Linked DNA regions of Zea mays: region 1 is linked to region 2. The links are chromatin contacts, called in public Hi-C maps. All regions are on one chromosome and are shown on one strand. The core of a region is the stretch at or near the end of the contact, and the rest is flanking DNA. Distances in the headings are between cores, read along the strand shown.

Evidence for each region. Hi-C and Micro-C count contacts between places; a contact is called where the count stands out from the background.
Region 1: a contact with region 2 is called in a Hi-C map of leaf, with 5 times the contacts expected there. The contact joins the enhancer-like site here to the promoter of LOC100280513 in region 2. A contact is called at or near these places in 2 of 25 Hi-C or Micro-C datasets (leaf and tassel).

The regions. Positions count from the first base shown.
Region 1 is chr6:117,368,926-117,372,415 of Zm-B73-REFERENCE-NAM-5.0, reverse strand. No RefSeq gene overlaps it. Among protein-coding and RNA genes, the nearest start is that of LOC109940358, 68 kb to the right of the region's middle. Within about 2 kb of position 1,650, at least 16 of the 20 cell types and tissues checked have an H3K27ac peak or open chromatin away from gene starts, as enhancers often do. A contact at or near this core is called in leaf and tassel, where this site is marked.
Region 2 is chr6:117,201,962-117,205,503 of Zm-B73-REFERENCE-NAM-5.0, reverse strand. LOC100280513 reads left to right here and starts at 1,387. Exons shown (of 12, transcript NM_001370738.1): 1 at 1,387-1,431; 2 at 2,015-2,070. LOC103629899 (a long non-coding RNA gene) reads right to left here and starts at 220. Exons shown (of 3, transcript XR_554702.2): 1 at 132-220.

The DNA.
Region 1 (3,490 bases), core at 401-2,900, 170 kb before region 2:
ATGGATTATCCTCAAAAATCCATTTGTAGGTCGGGGGCTACACCCATTGGGTGCACCTCCGGTGCACCCCATGGATTATCATTCCAAGCCAAGATAGTGCCGACTTCTAAGGCGCGGGACAAGATTAAAAGGCCAACCTTCAACCAAAACGCAGGAGTACTAATGGAAATAATTTCTGGGGAAGACCTTCGAGCAGATTGTTTTCTAAAAATCTACTCGAAGCTCGGGGGCTACACCCATTGGGTGCACCTCCGGTGCACCCAATGAAGTTCAGAATCCTACAAATTGAAATGCCGACTTCTAAGGCACAAGCACGAAACTAGGCTTCGGTCTACGAGTGATCAAAGCAGGAGAAGACAACAGGAAGTCATTTTCTTCAAATCACCTGCAAGCTGGACCTCGGATCTTTGGGCTGATTACCTCTAAATTAACCCAAAGATCGGGGGCTTGTGGGGGATAGATATCCCCCGGGTCCACTAAAAGAGTAAAAGACCTCACGAAAGGCCCAAGGGCCCAATAAATCGTAAGGTCATTCTTTCGTGGCCTGAGGAGAGACAACCAGCAAAGCAGATCGACATGAGGCTGGATTGGTGCAAACCCGGACGACCCGCAACGTCGAGCGAGTGACCGCAACAGAAATCCGACTTTCCCGCGCTGGAGCCCCCATGCAACGGAGCCATGCGAGGATAAGTCGGCAGAACTACATGGAGATGAACTCAAGCAGTTCACTATCTTTTAGCTACTCGTTGTTATCATATCCACATGTATTGCCCCACGGTCGAGTATATAAGGCCTAGGAGGCACCCCTTCAGAACGATCGACACTATTACTTAGCCGCCTACATCAACTCTCTGCATTCTTAATCCAGAGAGCTCTTTTGTAACCTTATCCACCAAGCATACTCACCAGGACGTAGAGTGTTATGCATCTCTAAGCGGCCCGAACCTGTAAACCCTGTCCACTGTCCCTCGTGCAATCGGCACGAATCATTTTGCTACAATTGTCGACACCGTCCTACTCCTAAAAACACCTCGAGGGGCAACCCCAGGTGTGCGGTCGGACCCAAAACACCGACAGTCACATTCTAAAAAAATAGCCTATTACAATAGTAAGATTCCAATTCCTTTAAAATGAAAGGAAACAAACGGGGCCTAACATTAAAGTTTGGGTGCAAAACTTAGATTAAAATTTTGAAACTAAAACTTAGATTCTAACAATGATTTCCTTCATAAAGTATATTTCCCTTTATAACTATATAAGTAAAGTACTCTTTAAAAGTATTTGGATTAAAATAATTCATGTTAAAGGAAATAAGTAATGAATTCTGAATTTTAGAATTCCAAAAGAGTGTCTTATTAAATAAGATACGTGTACGTGAATTATGTTTTAAAGCATGTGGCTAATTATATATTCAAATAAAATAAAAATCTTTTCATTACCATGTTGGAGTTTTATGTTGTGCATAATAATTTGAATAGAAACTTTAAACTCAGATTGGAAATTTGAAATAGGATTTTGAAATGAGAAGCTAACATAGAAAACAAACTAAAAGAAAAAGAAAAAAGGGAAAGTGAACTTAATTGTCGCCTGGGCCGCATTCCACCTCGTCGGGCCAGTTTCAAATCCACACCTCGCGTCCCCCTTGGCAAATAACCAGACCACTCCCGTCCAACTCGTTTTCTCCTTGGACGCGGGCTCTCGACCAAGCGGCTGATATGTGGGTCCGTGTGCACAACATATTCTTCCTCATCACGTTCGTTACGAACTGAACATGATGTCGGTGGTGGAAAATCCATATCTAGCCAGCCAAACACCGGGGCGAACTCTCCGGAGCAGGGGTATATAACCTGAAGCCCTCTCTGCGACTCCCTTGACCCTAACCCAACCTAGGTGCCAGTCAAGATGCAGGAACACAAACGTCTAGAGATTAGAACGAGCTAGGAGAGAGGAGAGTTGGGCCCTCGTAACACCCTAAATTTGGGGTATAAAATTTCTTTCCTAATATACACCAAATTCAGATGGTATTCTCTCATCTCTTTGCTTTACTTCTTTTTTTCCAAAAATAGAGAAATATTTTGTTTTATATTGGCGTAAACATAGTGGAATGAGCCCTAAAGACGATTTGGTTGTTGCATTCATGCAGTTGCACGGTGTTTCTAAGTGCAAAATGTGTTTAAAACATGTTAGTATATCCTATAGAAGCTCTCGGTAGATTTTATATTTTTCGGAGTATTTTTCTATTCTCCGGAAACTAAAATCTATTTATTTGAGATACTTAAAATGTTTTTAGAAACTATAAATATGTTTTTTGAGTTCATTAGGTGCCAAAACATTTCTAGGATTTTTTTAGAATTATTGGAAGCATCTATAGTTTTTTGAGCACAAAATATGGATTTCTAGGCTTTTCTGAATTAAAAAAAACGAATTTGACCCGAATTTTCATCTTGTCCGAACCCCAACTATATATATATTCCCGACTTCTCCTCGTCGAGCACATTCCGAATCACAAAACGTTTTCCTCATATTCAATTCCCGGCTCTCGGAATTGCTCGACGAAGTTCGGAGCGGTTCCAACTCCGATGGCGAGCAATTACTTTCGATCCGTGCGTCGTCGGTGGAATCCGAGGGTACCGTTGTGTTCGTCTCACCGAGAGCTTCGTCCCGATGCCTTCGATTCGTCGATCCGACCGACGGTTCGTACCCAATCCGTGTTTTTCTCCTTGGCTGCGACGAGGTTTTTTTCTCCGGTGAGCCCTTCCTCTATTGTTGGTCCTTTTCGTTCTTGTTTTCTTCGTCGTGTAGTCGTAGAGCCTCCCTCTCCCTAGGCCCAGCCACCCCTGGCTGAGCCCCTTGCCGCATCCCCTTCCCTCCCCTCGGCAGCCCCGCGCGACACGGCCGAGCCTAGCTCCCAGTGTGCGTGATGCCCAACCCAAGCGAGAGGTGGCCACCGAAGAGTGCCCCTGGTCACCGGCCAAGCCCCCCACACCCCCGCGCAGAGCCTCCTGGAACGTCAGTTTTGATTTCATGTACGTGAGAAGCGCGGACCGTCGACCTCAGGCGCGGACCGTCCAGTCATTGTAAAACCAGAAAAACCCGAAGGTGACGGATTCGCTAAAATTCATTTTTAGCGTCTTCGCGGACCGTCCGCGACTGATTTATCTGACATCTGACGACACATTAAATGCTCTATACCTGTTACTGCTGACTGTTGCGATTTCAGCGTTGATGTGCAGGGACGGACTGTCCGGACCAGGGGCGCGGACCGTCCGCGGTCGGCAGAAAAGAAGCAACGGCTAGGAAGTGGTTGGAGGCTATATATACAACTCCAACCACCTCCATTCATAACATCCAAGCACTCCACTCATACACATTCAATACAAGAGCTAGCAATCCATTCCAAGACACATTCAAAGCTTCCAATCTCTCCAAGTTTTCTAATTGAATACGGAACAGATAGAGAAAAATATTAGACATCGAATTCAGATACATT
Region 2 (3,542 bases), core at 138-2,637:
AGATTTTCTAAGCACTGGTGAGAGAGACCAAATAGCTAGACATCTAAAGTGGCCCTATTGCTCCATCGTACGCCGTAGCGTGCTGATCTGACTATCTGACATTGAGAAAGCGAGAGGGTGGCGCAACAAACCTGCGGGCTTGCTGTCAATCTCGACATCGAAGTAGACCTTGTGGGTAACCTCCGTTAGGTCCTTCTTAGCCTAACAAATCAGCAGCCAGACACAACGGTTAGTTGCTTGGATCCCGATCCAACAATCCAATCAAACAGAAACTAGCGCGAGCGTCTGAAACAGTCACATCTGCTCCTTGATTGACCAATGTAAGAACTTAAGCCACAAAATATTACCCCAACTTCTTACTCATTTAGCAAAAAAAGTATTTTTATCTGGAACTTGTTGCCTTTGCTGAATATAGCTCTGGGCAGAGCCAAAAGTACTTAGCCAGTGAACAGTTTCCTCTATAGGCAGTTACATAATCATATATTTCTTGCCTAAGTAAACTGTCTAAGGCTATTGGTTTGCGATCAAGACCCTGTTTGTGTAGCCTTGAGGTTGTATACATGTGCTTAATATCTTTCTTTGGTATAACATTAACTTCAGAGACCCCGCGCATAATATTTATGGAACTTTATACTCACATTCTTATATTTGTTTGCAGCCTTAACAAACCTGCAGTCTGAACACGTCACAGATGATGTCTTGCCTTTTGTGGATGTACATCTTGGTCATCTCTGTTTATCGCTTTTGTGGATGGATTGTTCAGCTGGCTTTAGTAGATGGAATGGGTCTGCACTTGTAGCTGCGTAATGTTTGTGCCTAGCTGTCTGGATTGTGCCAGCCAAGAGTTGGCTCTAGGTACCTTGTAAATAGCTCTGGTTTAGTTGCATGTCCCCCACTGTATCGACTAGCCGTAAACTTGGACCATGTAATCTTATTATGTACCAATTTCCAGCTAAAACAAGCCTCAACGTCATACTATGGTGCACGTTTAAGTGCGGTGCTACAACTTTAATGTGAATTATTTTCGAGATAATCGTGTTCTATGTTCTGTTGAGTATCTGTTTTCTCTCTCTGAACTAAACAATTTAGTTTGAGATTTAGTCATCCTCTATTTAATTTGATTATAGCGTGTATAACTGTGTATTCATATTTTCCCTATGCTAGATAGGGCGCCCGAAGGGGCGCCGGCTGATCTAGTATTTTATATGCCGCCTGCGCTGCTGCGCCGCTGGCTGCCCGGCTGCCCCCTCACCTCGCGTGCTCGATTCCCATCTCCCCCCTCCCTGCGCACAGCCGCACACCAGTACCACCAACACCATTCAACAGACGCCGCCGCCGCCGCCGCCGCCCCTCATCCCTGTCCCGTCCCGTCCCGCGCGCGGCCGCCGCATCCGTCCGGGCCTCCTCGTCTCCCCAGCCCCGCTGCCGCCGGTGAGCTACGCCTCCTCCTCGCTTTCTCCTCCCTTTCCTTCCTTCCTGTGCTGTTTGGCGCCTCCTCCTCTCTTTATCTTTGGATTCGGCGCTGAAAATTCGATGGAGGGAAACGCCTTGGCTCTCGGGATGCCCGCGGATGCTACTTGTGCGTGCATGCGTTGCAACTCTGGCACCGATTCCGTTCCTTCCTTGCGGCGGCGGCGGAAAAACAGGAGCTTCTCCATCCTTCCCTTCGTTCGTGCTCTTCTTCTTGTTATTCCGTTTATCGGTCTGGCGCAGAAAGAAACAAGAGATGCGATCTAGTCTGCTACCGGAGTCCCCGTACGTACCCAGTGCTCCGCGGCTTCGGCAGGGGTGCTGCTGGCTGCAGACGCTGATCTGTATCCACCGGCCACCGCCGTTCGTGTTTCTCCATGTAAACGGTGGAGGATTTTGTGTCTGTTGGCTGCTGCTTCCAATGCGCTCCACGAGAGACGAGACCCTCTCTGCCAGTTCCCTTGTGTTTCAAAACAGAGCTCGAGTTCAAATTGCTTATTTAGTTTCCTTTTTCTCTTCTTACTTATTGACAACTTGTTCACAGGGTTCATCAGCAGAAGCTGCTTGCTCCGCCGCCGCCGCCCTCTTCCTCCTCTACTGGTACGCTCGCTCACTTGCATCGGTTTCTTCTCTTCCCACGCTTCTATTCAGAGCATAACAGTTGCTAATCCCCTTGTTGCGCTAGCTTAATCTTAGATTTTGCTTCGGGGTTCGGCTCAATTTCGTCGGATGGATATCGATTGGGGTCGTCAGGAGGGCGTTCGCGAGCGGCATGCGCCCCGACAGCTTAATTTTGCTTAATCTTAGATTTTGCTTCGGGGTTCGGCTAAATTTCAGGCGTGCCCATGAAGCCATTGGGGTCGTCAGGAGGGCGTTCGTGAGCGGCATGCGCCCCGACAGCTTCAAGGCGGTGCAGGTGCTCACAGCGTGCGCCCGCGTCGCGGATCTAGAGACCGGGGAGGCCGTGTGGAGGGCGGCACAACAGGAGGAGGGGGTCACGGAGAGCGTGTTCGTGGCGACCACGGCGTTGGACCTGTACGTCAAGTGCGGGGAGATGGAGAAGGCTAGGGCAGTGTTTGACGAGATGAAGAACAAGGATGCGGTGGCCTGGAGCGCGATAGTCAGAGGGTACGCCTCCAACGAACATCCTCGGGAGGCTCTAGACCTTTTCTTCGCGATGGAGGTGGAGGGAGCGAAGCCGGATTGTTACACGGCGGTCGGGGCGCTCTCAGCGTGCACGAGGTTAGGTGCATTGGATTTGGGATGACAGGCGGTTGAAATAGTGCACTAGGATGAGGTCCTTGACAACCCAGTCCTGGGCACTGCACTGATCAATATGTATGCTAAGTGTTGGAGCACAAGAGAGGCATGGATGGTGTTCCAGCAGATGTTGGAGAGGGACATCATTGTTTGGAATGCGATGATCATGGGGCTTGGCATGATTGGCCACGAGAAGATTGCATTTGTGCTTGTTGGCCAGATGAAGAACTCGGGTGTGAAGCTGAATGATAATACCTTCATTGGATTGCTCTGCAGCTGCACACATACTAGCCTTGTGAATGATGGGCGGCGGTATTTTCATAACATGACTCATGTATACAGTATAAGCCCTAGGATTGAGCATTATGGTTGTATGGTTGACCTGTTGAGTCGTGCGGGATTGCTGGAGGAGGCTCATCAGCTGATTGGTGACATGCCAATGCTGGCAAATGCCGTTGTATGGGGAGCACGCCTCGGTGGTTGCAAGATCCATCGGAATGCTGACCTTGCTGAATATGTGCTGAAGCAGCTCACCCGACTGGAGCCATGGAATTCTGGGAACTATGTCATGCTTTCTAACATTTACTCGAACAGTGGAAGATGGGAAGATGCTGCAAAGCTTAGGTTGGAAATGAAGGCAAAGGGGATTGAGAAGGTCGCTGCCTCTAGCTGGGTTGAGCTTGATGATAAGGTCCACAAGTTCTATGTTGGGGACGATTCACATCCTCTTTCAGATAAGATCTATGCAAAGCTTGATGAATTGGGCCACGGCATACCTTGTAGATTGAGCCCATAGCAGCCCATATATGAAG